Regions from separate parts of the Mus musculus genome. Here region 1 is linked to region 2. The links are chromatin contacts, called in public Hi-C maps. All regions are on one chromosome and are shown on one strand. The core of a region is the stretch at or near the end of the contact, and the rest is flanking DNA. Distances in the headings are between cores, read along the strand shown.

What was found. A called contact is a pair of places that touch in the nucleus more often than the background predicts.
Region 1: a Hi-C map of cortical neurons shows a contact between it and region 2, with 3 times the contacts expected there. The contact joins two enhancer-like sites. A contact is called at or near these places in 4 of 484 Hi-C or Micro-C datasets (cerebral cortex, cortical neurons and tail fibroblasts).

Annotation. Positions count from the first base shown.
Region 1 is chr5:18,226,672-18,232,908 of GRCm38.p6, reverse strand. No RefSeq gene overlaps it. Among named protein-coding and RNA genes, the nearest start is that of Gnai1, 130 kb to the left of the region's middle. Within about 2 kb of position 3,363, at least 6 of the 459 cell types and tissues checked have an H3K27ac peak or open chromatin away from gene starts, as enhancers often do. A contact at or near this core is called in cortical neurons, where this site is marked.
Region 2 is chr5:18,085,598-18,091,463 of GRCm38.p6, reverse strand. No RefSeq gene overlaps it. Among named protein-coding and RNA genes, the nearest start is that of Gnat3, 130 kb to the right of the region's middle. Within about 2 kb of position 3,498, at least 29 of the 459 cell types and tissues checked have an H3K27ac peak or open chromatin away from gene starts, as enhancers often do. A contact at or near this core is called in cortical neurons, where this site is marked.

The sequences.
Region 1 (6,237 bases), core at 2,114-4,613, 140 kb before region 2:
GTGGGTAGAGAGTAAGAGTTCCATGGTTCAGGCACTCTGTAAGCTTTGTATGTTTGTTTGAGGCAGAAAACATAAGGAACAGTTTAGTAATCTACAACTCTCTTTGATTTGGGTGACACACATCTCTACCTTACCTAAACAAACTGTCCACACACACATACAGACACATACACACATCCCTTTACAATAATGTACCTTGAAGATTTGGACCCCAACTGTATCATGGTATAGTTACACCTCTATCTGAACAATGGTATACTTTTTCCCACCACAACAATTAAACTTAGAGAATTCTTGTTCGAATACATTTTCAGTGTATCTATGTATGAAGACTAGGAATAATATTCAGTAAGTCAAACTGTGTTCCACAAATAAAAATTAAAAATTGCCCATTTACCATCGTATACTCATGTGTACAAATTAAGTGAACTATGAGGACTATGAGAAGATCTGAACATAGTAAAGAAAGATTCTATAACCTAATCTATTAACCAAAACACAGAACCACCCCCATTATATCCTTTAGTGAGCTAAGTCTTTGTCTTGAACTCCACAAAAAGAAGTTTCAAACAATAATCAGAACCTCTGTGTACCCTCACTCGGATGGTCCACAGTCAGTCCTCACACTGTATGCCTCTCAATTCTGTATTTAAATTATCCCCAAATAAAATTTTGTTGTTATTTTTTTTTCAAATTTGTGTGAGCTTTTATTTTCAACTATTTGAACATGAAGCCAAGAACTTGGAAACACCCAAGCCTGATCAACTACAAGTAACTTTTTTTCCTTGTTTTAAAAAAGTAGTCAAGCTTTGTGGTACAGATAATGACCACAGCCTGAAGCTAAGGAAAGATGGTTCTGAGAACAAGGTCAGTTAGAACCTCATAGTCAACTCTATCTGTAATATCCCTCTCCTAAGAAAGACAAGAAGATGGCCAAATTTTGACAGTATTGAATGTTGCACAAAAGGAAAACATATATTGATGATGAATCTATTTCTGATAAGCAGAAATCAATAAAACCTAAAGACTTAGAGGAAGAATTCTTTTTTGCAGTGGAAACCAGAGATGCTTCTTCGAATCAAAGTATAAGAAAAGAGGGAGACATGGTTAAACTTATGAAAAAGATGTTTTAGTACGTGGGCAAATGAGGTGAGCAGGCATGGAATTAAGTATTTATGATGGCCATTGGTAGCTATTGTCTACATATCTGTGCTTGCCATTCATATGTTGAAATTGTATATTCCTGGGTGGTACCATTAGGGAACACAACGACTCCTTGTCTAATGTATTTTATTTAGGGTAGGAAACCAGCCCTTGGGATGGCACTGCCACTCTCAGGGTAGGTCTTACCTCTTGGGAGACTTTGCTGAAAAACTCTTCAAAGATGTGCACAGAGCTATGTTTCTATGGTGATTTTATATTGAGTCGAGTTGGCAATGAAGATTATGCATCACACCTATTCTACAGAAAAATATCCCAACTTTGTGTTCGACTAGCAGTATATTCTATCTATTGCCAGGCATGAACGTGGTCATTCACAGGTAGCATAGCATGAATCTACGTGCAATCCAGAGCACTTGTTTTTAGTCTGAATTCTAGATCTCTTATGTGCAGTCTCTATGTGACTTCTGATATGGGCAGATAGATTTCAGGGTCACAGCAGACATCTATTTGCAATCCAGTGCACTTGTTTTTAATCTGATTTCTAAGTCTCACATGTGTACTGTCTATGTGACTTCTGGAAAGCATTTTTAAGGTTTCCTTTCTGAATTTCAACTTTCTTAGTTCTAATACAAAAGCCTTATTGCAATATGAACAAAAATTCATTTCTGATGAATGTTACCTGGTGATATTTCATCTATGGCCTATGTTTTCATACATATTAAAGGGCTATTTCAGGACAAAATCAATTATTATGTTAAATTTAAAATGACAAAATTGTCCTGAATTATGTAAGGTCACCCAACATTATGAATTTAAAAGTTCAAACTAAAGGTTGGAGAGATGGTTCAACAGTTAAAAGCATGGATGTCTTTTGCACAGGACTAGATTTCAGCTCCCAGAATCTTAAGGTGGTTCACAGATGCCTATAATAGCTTAAGAGAACCTGACATGCTTTTCTGGTCTCTGCAGATGCCTACACTCATGTGGTATGTACTGCAGCCCCATGCTCACATGCAAACACGTAATTAAACGTTCAAAATAGACATTAAAAACATTCAAGCTAGCCCGAGCTGATGGATCTCTATTCTTCCTGAAGGCTGAGGTAGGAGGGTCACAAGCTAGGATTTTAAGCCAGAATAGTCTACATTGTGAAAAGGTTTTCTGAAGAAGAGAAAGGAAAAGGGAGTTGGAGAGAAACCTGGGAAGAAAGAACTTCAAGGAAGGCTGTGGCTAGAATTCAATAGTGAGAGAGGGTGGGAGAAGTTTGTGTGGAGGGATTCACAGTAGAAGAGAGTTCTCTCAGCTGCTGGTGACTTGAAGATGAGAGAAGTATCTGTTGGAAACAAGAAGAACAAATAAATTTCAGCAAAAATCATATCAGTTGTGGCAATGACTCTGAACTTTGATACTTACAGTTTTAACCAACACTTTGATGCCAGTCCACTGTGATTCTAAGGAAAGGTTCTAATCCTGCTGGGCTGGGCTTTTGATGTACTGAAAGAAAAAGACAATATCTGGTGTGGTTAAGTGTTCTGGGGTTGTGGCTATTTGTTATATCAGTGATAGAAAGCTTATCCACAAATAGTATAGCAAGAATTTTGTAGGGGTTCCAAGCATAAACAGATCACACCTATTTCATTTCCCAAATATAGCATTGACTAAGATTACCCACGAGACAAATGTAAAATTTTATGTTATTCATGATAGTATAGAATTCGATGAGGTGACTTGATGTGTAGCTGCATCTAATATTTTAATCCATAGATAAATTCATGTTTCCTGTTATGAATAGGTCACAGACATTTCTATAGAAGAAAAGGTGGGTTAGATAAGTCATCCTTGCCAAAGACTGGAGAGATTAAGATGACTATTTCAACTAAAAATGTGGAAAGGACTTACCTTTCAGAGCAAAGAACCTGACAGAGATTAAATTTCTTTTACAGAGTTTTCAGGAGTAACAATTTGATATTTTTCAGCACCATAGAATCCTGGGACAAGTGCACTATAGCTTCCTGAATATAACCCTCCTCTTCACACTGACTTTCACGTGCCCAGAGTTTTTTCATTCAATTCCCCATTGAGGTGTACCTCTCACTAGCTCTGGATGCTCATTTGGCTGCCAGCTGCCTTCATATCCTGTTCTGTTGTCCTTTGGGATTATGCTGTTGTCTTGGAAACCTGGTGCCATATTCTCTATGCCTCTGCAGAGGAACCCTTGTAAAGCATGCACAGCAGTCATGCTAGGTAGATTCTTAGGAGATAGAAACATAGCAAGATTCTCTTTCCTTCCTTGCCAAATGCCTCCATGAAATTCAAATTCTCCTTTATTGAATTTGAGAATTCCAAAACTTCAGCCAGTTGGGACAACCTATAATTGTAAGGGACAAATGAAACACAAATCAAGTTTGACACCTGCAACTGTTTTTTTTTTTTTCCTAAAGCTTGTTTATATGTCCCTTGTAATTTAATCATGACTGGTATCCATGCTGCCCCCAAACTATTGATGGCATAATCTTACGGTTGATAAGACGACAACAAAAAAAAATCTGTACTGCTTCCTGGTGAGCATGACTTTCCCGTTCTATGCCAGAAGAAATCTGACCAAGTATGATGTAGTGTAGACTGATGCCAGTAGTGGAGACTTTAGGCCGATTAAGGAAATGTGTAGGTGGCAGCTCTCGGCAGAGGGTGCCAAAGAAGGAGCACACACAGCAGAGACAGCTCATAAATCACAGACGTAAATAGTCACTGACTTTAAATCTAATCTTGGCTCTAGCAGTACTACTATTTTATGCCTCACTTTCTAAAGCAATTAAAATTGTGACAATTACAAGGCATCGCAGTTGGCTATTTTTACTATCAGGGTAAGGGCAGGCAATCATCTTGGAATCACTGGATTCCAAACCCAGGATGTGGGAAGGAAGTGCTAATAGGACTGAGTCCTCTTAGTTTCATTGATATACATGTACACATACATATATGCACATACAATGCATACATACATACAGATGCAAATACATACGTCATACACAATCATCTCATTGACTTTCATAAAAAGATTATACATATATCAAGTGCAATGGCCAAGTCGGAACTGTTTGTGGGAATTGATGTTTATTGGAAAAGTTTATATGTTCTTGTAGTACTTTCACTTACAAAAAAAAATTGAAAAGATGTAAAACCTTTTATAGATTACATTTCTTTGTTTCATTCTTCTCATCCAAAAACATGAAGACAATAATAAAAAAATTTATAGGATTTTTGAATATCAAATTAGCAACCTTCTTTTATGTTCGTTTCACTACACATTTCGACAGACAGACAGACAGACAGACAGACAGACAGACAGACACACACACACACACTACGCACTGCTTAGAATAGTTCCAAACACATAAAATAATATGAGACAATTATACTTTAAAACTATTTAAATTGAAGGCGTTTTTCATAAGTAGTACTTAAAAACTACATGCATTTTTCTGTTTGTGAAATGTTCTAATAGTTTATAAGACTAAATTAGTCATAAACTGAGCCATGGAGAATTATATCCAGCTGTAGATATTAAAATGTTACCATTGTGACTAGATCATGTATTTTCAGTTTCCAACTAGGATTCTTTTTATTGTATGATTGGGTAGCTATACGAATCCCAGTAAAAATATTTTCAATTTTTCATCTTTTGTATAAAAGACTTACTCCAAATAACAAACAAAAAATTATTTTCAAAATAGAATAAGCTGATTTGATTTGATTTGATTTGATTTGGTTTGGTTTGAAAAGGATTCATTCTTCATTGCTAACATTTTTGAGGAAATAAAAGTAAATATCTATTTCTGTGGTCTGAGATTCTGACTCAGAATATTTATTTTTCAGATTACGGTTGGACGCTCTGGCAAGTGGTTTTCAATGACAAGTGTTTGCTTTTCTCCAACTCAGAGTGAGGACTCCTTTGAGCAGCAGGATTTATTTTGTCTCAGAAAAGCAGTGACTAGGCTGACCTTTGCAAAATGCTCCAAAATTGATTGCAAGAAAACAGAAGCTTCAATGAAATAGACTTTCGAAGGTAAGAAGAAATATACAAAACTCAGATAAAGCATAGCAAGTTGGACATTGAAGGCCCAAAAGCTCACATGTTGTTCCAGAAAACATACCAGGAAATAAATAGAAATGAAATAGGACACTGTTTAGCTTGCAAAAATGCCAGTTTTAGACATATTCTATAACATTTTACGTAAGTAGCAGAGATCACATTTTAATTATGGAAATATGCACAATAAGTGTCAGAGTAGCTGCTCATTTCGGTGTGGTAGCACATACCAGCCTAGGCTACACAGTAAATTCAATTTCAGTCAGGGGTAAAGATAGTGGACTCAATAACACACATACATACACACACACACACACACACACACACACACACACACACACACACACACAAGCACACAGATGCTTACCACTCACCACTACTAATTTGAGATTTTCATTCCTGACGGGATGTTTCTAGATTAGAAGATGCATCAGGCATCTGTAGACAGAGGTTCCAGATTATCTCTTGATTGGGTCAATAAAGAAGGCAGAAGCCAATTGCTGGACAAAGGATAAGGCGGGATTTCAGGGCCATCCAGGAAGAGGAGGGGACGTGGAGGATTGGGGAGCTGTACCAGGCTGTAGAGCAGAGAGGAAGCACACACATGTGAGTCTCAGGGACCGATAGTTTGTGGCCTCTGTCAGGTAGAGGCCAAGGAGGATGGGAAGGATGCTTTCCTCCAAGCCTTTGAGTTATCTGGTCAGTTCTCAAATATAAAAGTCTCTAGTGTTTTCCTAGTGTAGCTTCTGATATTCCTAGGAGACAATCTTCCAGAAAATTCAACTCTGTTTCTCTTTAATCCTACAGTCTTTACCTCTTCCACAATGATCTCAGGCTTAGGAGCAGGAATTGTGTTGCAGATGTTATCAGCTGGAAATGGGCTCCACAACTCTCCATTTTGATTAGCTGAGGCTGGGTAAAATACTCTCCTCTCTAAGAGAGAGCAACCCAGTTGGTTATCCAATCCAAAAATGTCAGTTCAG
Region 2 (5,866 bases), core at 2,249-4,748:
GTATTTATGTTTGGGTCTTCAATTTGATATCATTCATCAACATGTTTTACATGCCAATATCATGCAGTTGTTATTATTATAGCTCTGTAGTACAACTTGAAACTAGAAATGACAAGATCTCCCGTAGTTCTTTTATTATACAGGTTTGTTTTAGCTATCCTAAATATGGATAAGTTGAGAACAGATATGGAGAGAGTGGCAATCTTGTCCCTGATTAGAGTAGAATTGCTCTGAGTTTCTTGCATTTAACTTGGCGTTGGCTATAGGTTTGCTATAACTTGCCTTTCTTATGGTTGTGCATGCCCATTGTAGCTCTAATCTCTCTAAGACTTTAATCATGATGGAATTTAGGATTTTGTCAAAGATATTTTCTGTATCTAATGAAATAGTCCTGTACTTTTTCCCTTTAGTCTATTAAAATGGTAATTTAAACTTACTGATTTTTATATATTGAACCATTTGTGTATGAAGCCTAGTTCTTCATGGCGGATGATATTTTTGACGTGTTCTTGGATTTGGTTTGCAAATATTTTACTGAGTATTTTTGCTTCTATGTTCATAAGGGAAATTGGTCTGTAATTGTCTTTTGTTGTCAAGTCTTTCTGTGATTTGTGCATCAGGGTAACTGTGGCCTCATAAAATGAATTGGGCAATGTTACTTCTGTTTCTAATTTGTGGAATAATTTGAGAAACATTGGCACTAACTCTTCTTTGAAAGTCTGCTAAAATTCTGCTCTAAAATCATCTGGCCTTAGTCTTTTATTTATTTAAAGTCTTTTAATGACTGCTTCTATTTCACTAGGGGATACAGGGCGATTTAAATTGTTTATTTGACCTTCTTTTAACTTTGGTAATTGCTACCTATAGAGAAAATTATTAATTTCTTTTAGAGTTTTCAATTTGGTAGAGTACATGGCTTTAAAGTATGCCCTTACATTCTCTGGATTTTCTCAGTGTCTGTTATTATGTCACCTTCTTTGTTTCTGGTTTTGTTAATTTGTTCATTGTCTCTCTACCTTTTAATTGGGCAAGGGTTTGTCTTTTCTGTTGATTTTGCCAAAAAGCCAACTCTTTGTTTCATTGATTCTTTGTATTATTGTCTTCATTTCTATTTCATTGATTTTAGCCCTTAGTTTTATAAAACCTTGTTTTGTACTGGGCAGAGGATCATAGAGCAAAGGGCAATAGCAACAGGTTTCCTGCTACAGAGCTGGAAATGATACTGAGGGAATTTGATCTCAGAAGCAGTAGGAGAGGTTGCCTGCTAGTTGCCTTGGGAGGAGCAGCCTTGTTGTTAGCAGGAAGTGCCCTCTGGGCTTGGGGTCTGGGACAAAGCAACAAGCAGAGTTAGGAAGGCTAGAGGGGGAGGAGCTGTGGTACGCAAGGGAGACAGAATGGGGGACAGGGTCAGGGAAGGCTGCTGAGGGAATACTGCTGCAGAGCTGAGAATGAGACAGGATTAGGTCTGTGAGACCAAGGAAGAAGAAAGGTGCTGAGAGCCGTCTACCTGATTTTCTGGCAGTTATGGCCTTATGTTAACAAGGGGTGCCTGCTGGTTAGGGGGCTCAGATTAAATGGCTGAGCTGAGGGAGGGAAGTTAAGAAGGGATGGACTGTGGGGTCCAAGGAAACATAGGCAGTAGGAAAGGACAGATACACAAGGTGGTCTTTTGTGAAGCTGAGTATGAGACTCAGAGATTGGACTTGCTGGGGGGAAAGAAGTGGTGAGGGTCTTCAGCCTACTTGTTTCCCTGTTCTGCTTAGCTGGTGTATTTCCCATGAAGGCCTGCTGGTGCTGGAGGCTGAAATACTGGACTGAGTTGGGGGGAATGTTTGGGGCAGAGGATCTTTGAGATCCCTAGGGGATGGGGTCAGATAGGAAAGAGACTATAGTAGTCTTTCTGCTACAGAGCTGAGGGGGAATTGGGTTTCAGGAACAGTAGAAGAGGTGTAGGTTCCCCAAATGTTTTTGGATGATTATTTAATCTTTAGTATAAAACAAATATTAAGTTTTTATTGGGAGCAGGTACAAAAGCAAAACAAAACAAAACAAAATAACAAAAAACAAAAACAAAAACCAACCCACAGAGTACATTATTTTTAAAATTAGGTGCAGGCACCAGAAGGAGTGGATAAGGGTGGTATCCAGATACTGTGAAAACATTAATATAAACCAGGTCTAAGCCACACATCAACATGGGTGTTTAGATGAGTTTTGTCATCTAAGCTTAGCTTCCTAATAGCTAAAATGAGGATATTTGTTCTATTTAAAACCATTGCAAATTAAAAATTAAACCTCTTTCACAATGCATGGGGTACTTTCTGGTGGTAAAATTATTTAGCATTATTCTTAAAATTATTTAGATGATTATTCATTTTAAGTTCCTTCCTATTAATAAAATAATACTATATGGAAAATAATTAACTCACATCTCATATAACAATGAACAAATAAAAAAACCTTAGAAGACCATTTAATTTCATCCACTAGGAATCTCACACATGATATCTCATAGAGAAATTAAGAAAAATTAAAATATGAAAATCCCCATACCATTATAATGAGCGTAACTCTGAATCTTTGGGGAGTTCTCTGGATGCAGAACATACATACATATACTGTGTGCATAATTCCTTTTCATTTTTATCATTGTTACTTTTATGGCTTTAATTTTATTAACACCCAGTGTGTATGAACTGTAGTTTAAACCACATTGTCTCCGCTGGAAATGGCAGAAGCTGACCATCCTGTATCTTTTGCGTGAGAGATTTAGACACAAATGACCAGTTTTCAGAAGGTGGAGAAGGACAAAAATGCAAAGTAAATCCATGAGTGCTTGGTTGAAATTAGGTGGAGCCGACTTAGACGTTCAAAAGGAGATGCTAACTCGATGGAAAATTCTTTTCTGGTCCTGCCCCACTGTTAGGTTGATTTAAATAGTGAGTTTTTAAAGAGCCCTGTAATCTAACTGCCAGAAAGATAACGCATTGGGGGCAATTTAAAGGGAGAAGGGATTATCTTTCGTATGGTTTCAAGTATAGCACACCCTGGTGGAGAGAATACGGTAGAGTTCATAGCAGAGGGAACCTTTGGCAGGGTTTCCTAATAGTGTGGGCTCAGGAAGCACAAAACTCAGGTCAGAACCAGAAACAGTTCGTTCAGGTCCCAGCCCCCACAACTCACACCTGCTAACAAGGCTGCATTCCTTTGTCCTTGACTTTCTAAAACAGCGCCACCAAGTGTTCAAACACATGAGCTGTGAGGGATCTTTCAGACTGGACCAAAGCAAGGACCCATTCAGTCGAGAAATTGTTAATCAAAATAGTTTTCTTCCCCATTCAATACACATGTTACTTTGCTGCAATGCATTTTCATGTGTGTTCAACTAAAAATAGACTGCAGGATGGAGAATGCAGTTATTTTTTTCCCTCAGTATAAGCTGCATCTGTAGTCTGAAGTGCGTCACTTTAATTCTGCCATCTGGTGGTTGAAAATATTGATGCTCTTGCCGTCTGTGAATCTATGTTAATTCGACTTATACATGTACCAATTTACATCTCCAACCAAGATATAATGTGCCATATATGAAATTGGCATACATTTCAGAACTGTGGATTACACATAGAAAATGAATTATGTATCTCATTTCTGCATTTTTCATGCAAAAATCTATGCTGACTCATGTACTATTTGCACATGAATATAATCCTATAAATGGTGTTTTTATTTTATTTTTTTGATGGAGATAGAGTTCTTTATTTCCATTTTGGCATACTCTAAAAATACTTCCTCTGTATTTGATTAAGTATATGTTGTTAGAATGTCATTTAATTGAGAAGTCAGTTTTCATATAAATTACTAATTTGGGCTAATTTTGTATTAAGAATAGACCATTAACAAAAAAATACTATATGTAAAATGAAAGACCAAATCTAGTGTCATGGGCCTGTAGTTCCAGTGATGGGTGGGTGAGACAGAAGGATTATCAGATACAGAATCTGGCTTGGCTCCAGTAAATAAAAGACAAGTCTGGATAGCATCATGAGATTGTTTCAAAATTAAAAAAAATAAAAAAGTAAAGAGAGGACTGGGATGTAGATCAAAGCCAGGAGACTTTCCTAGCACACACAGGATGTAGGTTCAATTCAAATACTGAGGGGAAAAGATGAATAATTATGACTTTAAGTTTTATGGCTTGGAGTGTAGCATACCCACCCACCCTCACACACACGCACACACACACACACACACACACACACAGAGAGAGAGAGAGAGAGAGAGAGAGAGAGAGAGAGAGAGAGAGAGAGAGAGAAACAGGGAGACAGGGAGACAGGGAGACAGGGAGAAAGAGAAGAGAGAGAGAGAAGGAGGGCTGGGGAAGGGAAGCAAAGCCACATTTATTCAATGATTTCAGCCTTTATTCCTTCAGTTTGCAATCCATGGTTTATTGTTCACCTTGCATATTAGGAAAAGTACGGAAACATAGCAGGTGTAAGTGTAGTAGGAACATGAGAGACTAAAGCTTACAGGCATACGTAAATAGAACTTGGCCCTTCTCCTCAACTCAATTTCTAGGTCCTGACCATATTGTTATTGAAGCATTTTGCTGTCACTGGTTCCCAGAACACCCCAGTGGCTCCCAAGAGGGCTTTTCACAACTGCAGGGGTGAACTTCTCAGCCATGTGCTCACTCGCCTGGCTTGTTTCATTGCGGAAACTCTGCTGCTTATGCAAGAAGAAAGAAAGACTCAGGATGAATATAAATATTTTTCAATACTGGCTGAAGCTTTTGTTTTTGTTATTGTTTCTTTTGGAGTATGTGAGTTATTTTTTCTATCACAGAAGATTTAACAAATTAAATAACACTTCAGGATGGTTTTCTTGGATGAACTGATGTCATGCAGTGGTTAGTATCTTAGAAGACTCATCTACAGTGGGATAGTGACTTCACCTGCTCTCCTTCCCCTGTAACCTCTGGCTATTCATTCACATTTTTATCACTAAAGGTTCTAAAAGTTTAACAGCTGAAGATATACATTTTGTCAGTATTCATGAGTTAACTTTGTATTCTTTCATTGATTCTGGTGCTCCATATATAGAGGAAACAATAGTGAGTAGAGGAAGATAACATTGTTTGAGACAAGAAAAAAAATCCTCCTCAAAGTCTCCACTTATAAGGGAGCTTGAAGTACAGGGAGCAGCGAAATAGCTTTAAGGTCAACCTTCTCCAGATCGCTTCTGTCTTTGACAAAATAACTCTAGGGATGGTCAACACGAGACCTTATCCAGATAGCTTCTGATTTTGATAAATGCCCCTTCTAGTCTGTGATGTTATCTCACCTTCAGGAGAGGGACCCAAGGTTTCTCTTATACTGAAAGCACTAAGAGTCTGATATTAGTTATTAAAAACATCCCCATAAAAATACAAAGAAGGAAGATATTCCGTGTCTCCCTTGGCCTTTCTAAAGCATTTTCTTACACTGTTTGCATGATTCCCCCTTTAAAAAAAAAAAGACAAGGACTTATTAAAATATGACTAAATGTTCACTGAAGTTATAAATACACAGGTTTGTTTTCTTTTAATGTATTCTAGGCTTTCCTTGAGTTTGAATTTCAATTTTTTTGTACTGCATGCAGCTATCACTGTGGTAACCTTACAAATAAAAAAACATGGCTAGCATATGCACTGAATGTAAAAAGTTTCTGTGGATAGCCTTGATACATTGGTGATAGAAAAGGAATGCTTCCATTCTCAGCTGAGAAACCAGGGTGAGCATTTTTTCTTCTAAAATTATTCCGCACCAAATATATTTTGTTCACAACCATAAAGATGATGTTGAGGATGGTGACAGGTTGTGATCACAAT